Regions from separate parts of the Sus scrofa genome. Here all the other regions are linked to region 4. A link is a contact called in public HiChIP or PLAC-seq data. All regions are on one chromosome and are shown on one strand. Each heading gives the region's core, a stretch centred on a gene start, on an enhancer-like site or on the middle of the called end of the contact. The rest is flanking DNA. Distances are from core to core; before and after follow the strand shown. Region 1 has its middle 1.3 Mb from the start of ZEB2. Region 2 has its middle 1.2 Mb from the start of ZEB2. Region 3 has its middle 1.1 Mb from the start of ZEB2. Region 4 holds the start of ZEB2 (zinc finger E-box-binding homeobox 2).

The links. HiChIP or PLAC-seq counts read pairs in DNA pulled down with a chosen protein or histone mark.
Region 1: a contact with region 4 is called in an H3K27ac HiChIP or PLAC-seq map of alveolar macrophages. The contact joins the enhancer-like site here to the promoter of ZEB2 in region 4. A contact is called at or near these places in 2 of 5 promoter capture datasets (fetal liver and fetal skeletal muscle), 15 of 47 Hi-C or Micro-C datasets (adipocytes, adipose tissue, alveolar macrophages and 10 more) and 2 of 2 datasets of contacts at active chromatin or transcription factors (alveolar macrophages and skeletal muscle).
Region 2: a contact with region 4 is called in an H3K27ac HiChIP or PLAC-seq map of alveolar macrophages. The contact joins the enhancer-like site here to the promoter of ZEB2 in region 4. A contact is called at or near these places in 1 of 5 promoter capture datasets (fetal liver), 4 of 47 Hi-C or Micro-C datasets (embryonic fibroblasts, heart right ventricle, skeletal muscle and 1 more) and 2 of 2 datasets of contacts at active chromatin or transcription factors (alveolar macrophages and skeletal muscle).
Region 3: a contact with region 4 is called in an H3K27ac HiChIP or PLAC-seq map of alveolar macrophages. The contact joins the enhancer-like site here to the promoter of ZEB2 in region 4. A contact is called at or near these places in 6 of 47 Hi-C or Micro-C datasets (embryonic fibroblasts, fibroblasts, mesenteric adipose tissue and 2 more) and 2 of 2 datasets of contacts at active chromatin or transcription factors (alveolar macrophages and skeletal muscle).

The regions. Positions count from the first base shown.
Region 1 is chr15:6,240,062-6,242,761 of Sscrofa11.1, forward strand. No RefSeq gene overlaps it. Among named protein-coding and RNA genes, the nearest start is that of ZEB2, 1.3 Mb to the right of the region's middle. Within about 2 kb of position 1,305, at least 22 of the 83 cell types and tissues checked have an H3K27ac peak or open chromatin away from gene starts, as enhancers often do. A contact at or near this core is called in adipose tissue, alveolar macrophages, fetal skeletal muscle and 5 more, where this site is marked.
Region 2 is chr15:6,307,046-6,309,745 of Sscrofa11.1, forward strand. No RefSeq gene overlaps it. Among named protein-coding and RNA genes, the nearest start is that of ZEB2, 1.2 Mb to the right of the region's middle. Within about 2 kb of position 1,291, at least 18 of the 83 cell types and tissues checked have an H3K27ac peak or open chromatin away from gene starts, as enhancers often do. A contact at or near this core is called in alveolar macrophages, embryonic fibroblasts, fetal liver and 1 more, where this site is marked.
Region 3 is chr15:6,407,049-6,409,748 of Sscrofa11.1, forward strand. No RefSeq gene overlaps it. Among named protein-coding and RNA genes, the nearest start is that of ZEB2, 1.1 Mb to the right of the region's middle. Within about 2 kb of position 1,348, at least 8 of the 83 cell types and tissues checked have an H3K27ac peak or open chromatin away from gene starts, as enhancers often do. A contact at or near this core is called in alveolar macrophages, embryonic fibroblasts, retroperitoneal adipose tissue and 1 more, where this site is marked.
Region 4 is chr15:7,497,460-7,500,159 of Sscrofa11.1, forward strand. ZEB2 (zinc finger E-box-binding homeobox 2) reads left to right here and starts at 1,420. Exons shown (of 10, transcript XM_021076506.1): 1 at 1,420-1,884. LOC110257199 reads right to left here. Exons shown (of 2, transcript XR_002339482.1): 2 at 1,771-1,864.

The DNA.
Region 1 (2,700 bases), core at 55-2,554, 1.3 Mb before region 4:
AGATGAACCAGGTCCCAGAATCATCAGGAAGACAAGTGAGCTTTAAAGTGCTCCTCTCTCTCTCTCTCTCTTTCTCTCTGTCTACGTCTCTGTCTCTGTCTCTGTCTCTCTCTCTCCATTATCCTCTGAAGAAGCAGTTTGGGCAGAGCGTGGACACTCTTTCTGCACATGGCAGAGGTGGTCTGCATCACATTTAGGCCTAAAGTTGTAACAGCCAACTTGTCAATGAAGGCCATTAGCGCAGATGTGCCACAGGCACTCGGGGACTGGGTGGCGGGGCAACCTCAGATCAGTGTGGGAAGAGCAGACATCGGGTGGTAACAACTTTCAGTCATTACTGACCTGGGCTCTATTCAAACCAGTGACCTAGAAATGAAGGGCTCCAAATCCCATTACTAATTCCCCGAGCCATCAAGTCTCCCCTATGGCCTGGATCTTGTCCTGAAACCCAGGTCTCCTGTTGAAATAGCATTAGACAGCAGCCACTGCATTGGCAGGCAAGGGTTTTAAAATAAAAGGGGGGAAGAAAGAGGAAAATGTGCACTTACAGAGTTGGCTTTAATTATTACTTTAAAGTTTTTCAGCTCCTTTAAACCTAAAAACCTGAACCTTCTTGAAAGTCAAAAGCTTGCCAGGAAGTACAAGAACGGTGTTCAAACAAACACAGCCTTCTATTTTGCTTGAATGGGAAAATACACATGCCCCCTCCCAAACCGAAGAATAATGAGAGGAAACCAAATGAGAGGAAGTTGTTGAAAAGGAAAGAAAGAGATTAAATGAGTATTGCAAGGAGGAGAAGAATATTTACTGCCAATGTAAGAAAAAGAGCTAAATGAAAGCCCCCTTGAACAGCTTTCCCCTCTCACTTATTATCTCTGTGTCGCTCTTCAATCCCTCTAATCAAAGAGGGACAATTATTTTTCAGTAAAAAGTAGGTTTTTTTGAATTAGGTGAAGCCTGTGCAGGGCAAGCTGGCATGTAAAGTTCTGCCTTGCTTTTTAAGCAAAAAGCTCCAGCTTTGCAAATAGTCCTGTAGATGGAGCTGCACTCTGCAATTCTAAGATCACGGCCCCAACAATGAAGCAATTGTTTCCTGTCTCCACTTAGCAATTCCTCCCTCTCTTTTGGTTCTTTCTGGTTGCATGTTCTATTTGTTTTAATGTATACCTTTGTGTAAAGCCTGTCTCTGAGTGGTTAGATACCCCGTTGATATGTGGCCTTCAAGGGGGAAAAGGGAGTGCAGCCTATTCCCATGACATCCTTGGGCTTTGTAGAGCCAAAAAAACCTTCTCAGGAACACCTAATCCTTGGGCTCTGGCCAAGTACCACAATCCCTCTGTACAACTGACATGGGCCACTTGGGACACTTGAGAGCTTTAGGTGTGTCTTTCTGAAGTCAGCCCCGGCCAAGCATGAGGCAAATGTGCCCGACCAAAGAAAATAAATTATGTGGACTCCAATTTTCAGCAGTTATGAAGTATTAAATTACACATGCAAAGAATTCACATTGGGATTAACCCTTTGGAACCAAAACACAATCTTGTCACAACACTTGTAAAAAGAACATGCTCTGTGGAAGGCCTGCCTTTCCAAAGGCACAGAGGTGGCTGACGGGAGGCAGAGATGCTAAAAGAAATAGGCTGTAATTAAACACAAATATGTTAGGCTGCTACCGGGGCATGGGAGAGGGTGTGTGTTTTGGGGGTTCTGTCCTGTCTCTTAGGATATGCTGCTCTCCATGTACTGAACATGTTGAGCATACTGTAAAGTTTATGAATCCACAGCCAGTGCCACTTTCGGCCCTTAATCAGAATGCATTTTATCCTAATTCACACAGCCCCTGTGGCTGCTTCTTCATTCAGATTTAGAGAAGTGGTTGAGAACCACTGGAACTTGAGTGAAATCACAACTACAGAACTCCTGAAAAGGCATTCATCTTCTGCTTCTGTGACTCAGTGAGTGATGGCAGAAAACATACTGCCCTGCCCCTTTCAAGAGTCCCAGGTTCCCTCTAGCCATTTGAAGCACTAAGCTCTTAGTACACGTCGTGGCTGAAATTTAACTTGTAAACTTGGCAGTAGAAAAGCAAAACATCGCTGTTTGTTTCCCCCTTGAAGCTATTTATTTACCAAATGACCATAGAAAGCCAATCTTTGACAATAACAGGAATAAATCAATTTTGAAGAGCTTAAAAGAATTTTTTTTTTGACAAAGTTAACTTTTTAGAAAGTGTGCATCTCAAGTATGCACAGCAGGTTTTGGGGAAACATGCAGCCTTACCTCTCTCCCCCCGAGTTCATTATCAGAGGGTGTGTGATCAACAGGAAGAACACTGTGTCTGGCTCTGATTCCCCAGAAAAATCCTTTCCTGACCTCACAGATGCCCCTTGAAAACCTTAATGCACAGCCACATGTCTCAGACACTCCATGGACCCCCATGTACTTGCCTTCTTTTAACCAAGAAGGAAACTGAGGCGGGCTGAGAAAACATGATTTGTTTAAAGTCACATAGCTAAGACTGTTAAGTCTTCTGACTTCTGGTGAAAATTGTTTCTAAAATAAGAAATATATAATTAGAGAAAAAAATCTCTATTTCCCTGTGCTTCAGCTGCTTGTATCCACACAGAAATGATCTTTTCAGACATTTGCTACTTTCAGTCATATGGAATATTTGGGGATGCAGACAGAGATTCACTAAAA
Region 2 (2,700 bases), core at 41-2,540, 1.2 Mb before region 4:
TCCACTAGCTATTCTAATCACAGAGATTGTGGTTTCTGTCCTTTTATGATGATTTTCTGATACATTTTATAAGGCATTTATCACAACTCTTCCCCTAGGCCATTAGACCAGTTTGTTATCACCATTAAAAACAGAGTATTTTTTTAAAGTTCAAGGAGCATATAAACAATACATTGATCTTATTAATTAAACAATATTTTATAGATGTAACAATTATTGAATTGATTTAAATTTTGATAGTCATATTCTAAGAAGTCTGAGTCAGTCATTTATTGATTTAAAGATTTTCCATTCAAAATTACTAAATGCTGAAAAATTTCTGTGGTAATATATAGATTAAAAAAACATGATTACACCATCATGTAACTAACATTTCCAATAAAACTACTGAAGTATGATTAAGAGAATTAAACAGGATAATTTTCATGATAGGATAATCATTTGAATATTTTCTGGTGGCAGTTAATTTATCTAGTTACTTCTGAATTTTTCTATGCTTTTGATTTAGTAAAGCAGTCAGTAATTTATTGGAGAGAAAATCAGTTTAATTTCTTTTTGTCTGTTTCATGAAGAACAAGCAACACGTGCAGGCTGGCTCCTCTGTATGTCTAGTATTTAACGGTACTGTTATTTTCCAAAATATACATGAAAAAATTTAAAATTATATCTTGTAGGTCATTGCATATATTAGCAATGTTTTAAATTCTTACATATTCAGGTAAATCTTGCTTGATTCTACTCAGATCAGATACTATTTCTAAAACTAAGAATGTTAAAACCAGTGGCCTCAGTATGAAATTTCTTCCCATTAACTCATTCAAGTTAGTCAAGTATAGTAAAACTTAGTCCTCCAAAATCATCTGGAGAAAATATGTTCACCAAACAGTAGACTTCTGGTCACACCAGGTACTAATCATTCCAACTACTTTTCATTAAGAAAATACATAAATAGCAACAATAACAGGATCCACAATTGTAAAAGACATTGCCTTTGAAAAACATTTAGGTTTCTAGATTTTGACTTTGTAAATTTCAACCTTTTCAAAAATGATTTGCCCTGCCACATTTCAAAAATAAATCAAGGTTTCTGCTATGTGAATGTTAAAACCTGTGATTTCTCAGATGAGTCCATGTTTACCAGCAGGACTCACCCAGGAAGGCCAGCTGAACATCCAGTGTACTTTCCCTTCACTGTGGTCAGTGAATCAGCAAGTGTTATAAGAGTTCAGGGTGAAATGCCAGGTGCTATTTCAACAGTCCTTCTTTCACAACACTTAGGGCGGGGTCACTCTGCTAGGCTCTGATAAGGTTACTGGAACTCAGTTCCTAGGGTGGTCAAGTTAACATCCTCTGCTCTCATGCTCGCTGAATGTAGAAGGTAGTCACAGAGACCTGGTTCCCTTTTTTGGGCAAAAGGCTACTCAACCACAAGCTACTTATTAAACTCTGTCTGGAAAATATTATTCACTGAAATTATGTCTCAATAGCATAAAGTTTAATTTTGTAATTACCCAAACCATCTGTCATGGCAAGGCTCTCTTAAGGCCATCCAAACGGAAGAACTTTTACTTGAGAACCTTATATAGTGAGTGGTGTTTTTTGTAACGAGTGACTGTTGAGAAGGAAATGATATGAATTTTAAATGGTGGCTACAAATAGATTGTCAACTTTCTTCGCTCTTTGATAACTAACTGAGAACAAACTAATTTCCTAAAGAAAATACCCTCCATCTTCCAGTAAATGAATTATTGCCTTTTCCATACATTGTTTAGCTCTCTACTTTATAAAATAAAATTCATATGGGTGCTGTCATAGCAAAAGATTTTCACTATGTGTATTTTCACTATGTAAGAATAATAGCAACATTTCCTTGAAAACTTGGGGATACTGACTAAGCAAACAACAATTATTATTAATCAGTTACATAATGTATTCTTCCTCTTACATTCCAAGGTTTTCTGTCTTGATGCATTGAACATCCATAGATATTTAGAATAAATGCAAATGTAGAGACATCAAGGAATCAGATAGCTTGAAGGGATAAAACACTATTGGTTGGGCATGCCTTAAGGGTTTGCATAAGGTTCGGATTTTAATGACAATTATGTGGCACCATCCAAATTGTGAACCAAAAATACAGACTGGATCTTAAAGACAATTTTCAACTTTGGTGATTTTACTTTTGGATATATATTTTAAAAATTAAATTAAATTAAAAAATTAAGTTGAACATCTCTATCTTAATAATTCCGATATATCTACCCAAAAGTGTGAAGTCACATAGAAGGGAAATTATTCTAATTCAGTTTACCCAACTCCTTCCACATCCAGCAGTTGATATTATAAAATTTTGATACTACATAGTCCATAGGAAGGAACGAAAGAACGAACGAAGGGAGGGAGGGAGGAGAAAAGAAACTGTTCTATTGCACAAATGACAGAAAAGCAATGGTAATCTACACCTACTGACTGTTAGATTTTTCTACAAGACCTTGGTCCAACGGGTATGTAAAGTTTTATTTAATGTCTTTAATTGATGCTTTCATTGGCAAGTAAGAGATTTGGTCCTAGATTACCTATAACATCTTAAACTTAATATTGTAATGCTACTTGTATAGATCCTTTATTGTGGTGATGAGGATGGACAGAAAATGCAATGGTAGACCCTGAAAAAATTAGTTTGTACGGGTTAACTATTTT
Region 3 (2,700 bases), core at 98-2,597, 1.1 Mb before region 4:
ATATATATATATAATGTTAAGTCATTCTTGATGGTGAGAAGAAGCAAACTGTGAATGAAGGATATTAGACAGGGAAGGCAGAGACCAGACCCTACAGTTCTTACGGTGATAAGACTCAAAGCAATAAGACCAGGAATAGGAATGGGCACAGATAAGGGTCATGGTGGCCAGAGCCCAGTGGATTAAAGGTACTGACGTAAAGCAGAAAGGAGTAGGCAGCTGCCTCAAGTCACTACAAAGAAACTGAAGAAGAGATATGATGGACTTCTAGTAACTTAGCCTTGACTAGATACTAAGCTGAACTAGTCTCAGATCTAAGAATTTTTTTAAATATATTTTCTCTTAGTGTTCTAGGTTTGAACTAGGTGTTCAGGTCTAATGGAAGTAACTCAAATAAATAGGTGAGGTTGAGACAGTGTGTGCAGAGGGCAGCAGAAGCTGTACCAGGCTTCCTGATAGGCTAATGAGTTTTACTAGGTGGTCTCAGCCTTGTTTTTAGTAAAATCAGACTTAGACAGGGAAAGTGGTGGGTTATATACATACAGATAGTTGGAAAGACCCACAGAAATCAATAATTTAATCCTAAAAATACATCAAATTCCTTCATTTGAAATAATTTACTTTGGTTATGCAATCATTTTTTAGGGTATAGACTTTAAAAAAAACATGACTATACATGGGATGAGCAATGTGTGATTTGATTAAACTGTTCTGGGAGAAAGACAGCATGTGAGTACTTAATATTTGGGGAAAGAATGTGATAAATGGGAAGAAATGGAGGTACTAGGGAATATATTTCTAAAGGCAAAAATCTTCTCACTTCATACTTCTCCCCTAAGCACAAAAATGATCAGAATGATGTGGCCTTTCTAAAATATAAAAAAGAACACTTAAGAGACTAAGGTTTAATTTGATTCCTTGCTACGTACAAAGACTGCCAGCATGGCTTTAAACTCTAGGGGGCCTAGTAGTTCCTTTTACTAGTCTAGAAGAAAACACAAACATCCTTCCCATGGTCTAATTCCTTTGTGCTGGAGCAGCTCTCTGGGATCCTTGGAAGAAAGGTGCTATGTAAACCATGAGGGTGTGGACTTGGAGTGCTGAGGTGGGGAGCCTGTGCGGTCTTGGATGGAGACTTGGTTTCTCCATGTGCATTCAATTTATGATTTTTTTTTTTTTTTCATTTCTGGAACCCACTCAGGAAGCTGATGGTGTACGTTATAAGTCTGGAAGAGCACATGCACGAAACAAACAAATAAATAAATAAATAGCTGCCCTCTGCCATAGAAACAAACTGCTTCCTCTGAAATGAGTCAGTGCAAGTGAGGCAGACTCATGCAGCTCGCTAGTATGCCCCCACCTTTCTGGCCTGATTTGCCTGCTCCTCAGACTTGCTGACAAAGGGGCTCGCTGGAGAGTACAAGGGAAGAAAGGAAAATAACACGTTACTCTTCTGAGTAGGGCTTGTGATATGTTGAAAGCTCCTCCTGATGAAGAAGGACAAGGAAAACCCTCTTCACTTTACTCCAGACTCACCGGCCCCAAGACTGAACAGTTTAGGGATGTCCTTCTATTTACTTTAGATTTTGCTGAACCAAATACCCCTCACATCCTGGCCAGAGATTATCTAGACCCAAAACTATTTATTCAGTTGTCCTGTGCAATTGCTTGTGTGATTTGGATAAAGAGAAAATGAGTTAGTGTGTGTTTTTACTATGATGGTTATTAAAGGAGCTCACTCAATGATGAAAATAGAAAAATCAGAATGCCACCTGAAATTATCCAACAATCTTCAGAAAGAGAGGGAAAACTTAAGAATGATATTTCTTTTTACAATCAGATGTATTACAACATACGCAGACTTATTTAATAGCAGGCTTTCTACCAAAAGCTGTCTTAAAAAGTTTGAGTCATATTAATTACTAATATATGTAGGAAGATAAATAGAAACATAGAGAAGTGAGAAAAGATACGTATTTTAAGGCCTATACTTCTTTTTTTAGATTCATATTTCTTTAATTTGCAATTTTCACTCTGCATATGAAAGGCCTCAGGCAGAAAGTACACAGAAAGTCCCTCTTCAACCAAATTTAGAGAAATGAGATACAAAATATAAAGAAGGGAGTCAATAGAGAAGACAGCAATGTATGGTCCACTGAGTAGGCTTTGGGCCAAATTGTAGGTTATGCTGCAAATAAGATGACTAATTTTTCTTTTATAGAGGAATCTTAACCCATTAAGAAATAGATTACTGAAAATAGCTAAATTACAAAGAACTCTTAGATAACTAAAAGAATAAAGAGATACAGTGAGAATTCCTCTTACTTCAGGAAGACGCCCCTAGTTAGTGTAGCTTCAGATTCCTAGCCTGGTTTGGATCCCCTTGTAATCCAATTGAGTTTTTACATATTTGCACTTTTAGGAAAGTTTTCTGCTCTTTACTTTCTAACCCATATCTCATGCCTCAGACTGAAAGCCAGTCTACTTCTATTCAGTGGCAATGGAAAACTCTTACAGAATCCAGCTTTGTCAATGTTTTTCAAAAGTATGTCCTTCAGACTACCAGAATCAGACACCTGGGGTGCTTGGGAAAATGCAGATTCCCAGTGCCTAATCTAGAGTTCTTAATTGAGACCCTTTGGTATTTGCCTCAAGAATCTACAATTTTATCAAGCTCCATAAGGCAATTTATGCACAGCA
Region 4 (2,700 bases), core at 170-2,669:
AAGTCTAGTGTTGGATCAGGGTGTTATTTGTTTCAGATTTCATCAGACTGAAAACAGGGGGCTGTAACATATTAACAATATTAAAGCAGAAAATTTTGGCATGAGGCTGCTCTTCAGTCCTCTTGACACCTCCACCTTTACCTTTGCAAGAAAGCCCAAAGGCAGTGGGACTGAAAGTTTATTTGTGCTCTGAGGTTCTCAAGCACTTTCACTCTTAAAACAACAACAACAACAACAACAACAAAAAAACCTCACAGTTCTTTAAGAAACTGAGCCTGAACCACTGGAGGCTAAGAGATTTCTTCCTTTTCCTATAAATGCCTGTGCTCAGCATCCTCAAATTTGGCTGTCTTTATTTACTTCTATATTAGTTCCAATTATGTGCAGTGTAAACCAGCTTTTTGATTAACAAAACAGCAGAGCATTGGTTAAGAACACTTAAACTTCAAAAAAAATTCCCCTGGGAAGTGGGCTCTGAATTGGTTAATAATGTGCAGTACTTGCTAAATTGCTGACTTCCAGATGTGGAAAATATCTTTCTTGTTTAGGACCTATGTAACCTGATTGGATTACGACAGAAGCGTCACGTTGGAAGCTTTTGAGTGATTATTTAATTAACCATACAGTAGAAAGCTGTATTCTCCAGGAAATCCCTTCCATATTTACATAACCAATCCCTTCAGAGCAAAGGTGGAGTCTTTTCTTTTTAATTTTACTTTAATTGCAATATCAAAAAATGTATACTCCAAAACTTAGACCCCATGCCGTTTAATATCATGCTCATCCTTCCCTGCTAAGTTCCTCTATGGCCTTTCTCCTATTCCTCCTGCCTCCCTACACACACACACACACACACACACACACACACACACTCCCTCACTTTGTAGTGAGGTCTCCGTGAGATGTAGAGAGACTCAGAGATCGAGGCAACTCAGCCCGCTATGTTAATTCACTTAGAGACCCTTTTTAAAAATGCCAAACCACTTTTTAGTATTGGGATCCAATCCAGAAATTCATCACACACACACACCCCCAACACACACCCTAAAATGCAGTTCACATGCAACATTTTTTTTTTCTGGCTCTGGCATCTAAAAAGACAAAAAAATAAGAGAAAGGGCAAAAAATTTAGTTCCAGAAGCTGTGCTGAGAAATCCACACAACTTAATGTGCATCTCAAATCTGGTCATTAGAGATATCTGTATAAGAAGAAGCGATCTGGATTGAAGAACCGGGATCTTTCCCTTTAACTTTCGCCCCTTAAGAGTTCTCCAGTTCTGTGAATGGTGTGCACCGTTTTCCGCCCTGTACTCTGTAGGATTTAGTGATGAGGAGATGAGGATAATGATGCCAAAGGCTTTACGGGGGGGGGGGGGGCGTGGAGAAGGGAGGGAGGGAGGCGAGAGGGAGGGAGAGAGGAAGGGAGGGAGGTGGAATTTCATTTCTTCCACTAAAGCGTTTGCGGAGACTTCAAGGTATAATCTATCCCAGATCCTTTCCCAGAGAGAAACTTGGCGATCACGTTTTCACATGATGCTCACGCTCAGGGCGCTTCAATTATCCCTCCCCACAAAGATAGGTGGCGCGTGTTTCAGGGTCTCTCTCTCTCCTACAGAAAAGAAAAAGAAAAAAATGTCATTAGAAGAGGCGTAACACGTCAGTCCGTCCCCAGGTTTGTGTTTCCTGGAGTGGCCGAAAGAGATCAGTTCTAACCTGCTCCGCAGGAATAACGGTCCTGCCTCCCGACACTCTTGGCGAGGTTTTGTACAGTTTGCTCCGGGAGCTGTTTCTTCGCTTCCACCTTTTTCTTCCCCACACTTCGCGGCTTCTTCATGCTTTTTCTTCTCACCATTTCTGGCCAAAACTACAAACAAGACTTCGCAGGTAGGTTTTTTTCCCCCTTTTCTCTCTTTTTATTCCTTTTTGGCATGGTCATCCCCCACCCTCCTTTCATGATTTTCTCCTTTTAAGTGAGGATGGGAGTCTGAAGTGCGAAGGAGTGTCTGTGGGTAGGAATTTCAGGTGGGTTTAGCTCCTTTACGGCAAGCTTTTCCCAAGAGTGACTTCTTGGATTTCTCTCTCACTCCCTCTCTCTCTCCTTCCTTTTCTCTTTTTTCCTCCTCCAAATAATTTGCCCTGTACCTGTCCATTCAGGTAACCAAAGGTGCCTTTTGCTACCCAGCCTAGGAAAAGTTTTATTGAGAACTATGTGGTTGGAATAAAAACTCTTCAGGGGGAGAGGTTCTGCTCTATTGTCATGTCTAATTCCAATTCATTGTATTCAGCAATTAAAACTTGGCAAATACCTGTTAATAATTACAAAACTTGATGGATACAAACCTACCAAATTCGGGAGCAAGTCTTTCTCTTAGATATGGCAGTCCAACCTTTTCTACCGAAGAAGGCTGTTTTCTAAGCAGAAAGTTGCTTGTTTTTGTCTGCTTAGCGAGTTTCATTTCTTTATTTCATTCTTTGTGTGTGTGTGTATGTGAAGTAACACCTCACTTCTGTGATGATAAATAAAGAAGTGAAAGTCCTCATGGAACTTGAGTCGTTTACCAAAGTAGTGGGGGGGGGGGTCACTACAGTTGGGAAGAAAACTGTCAGGATATTAGAGTTTTAAATTAGGGATAACTTTTGAAATTGTATTTCAAATGGCAAAGTAATATAGACATGGATTTCACAGGAGACACATACATA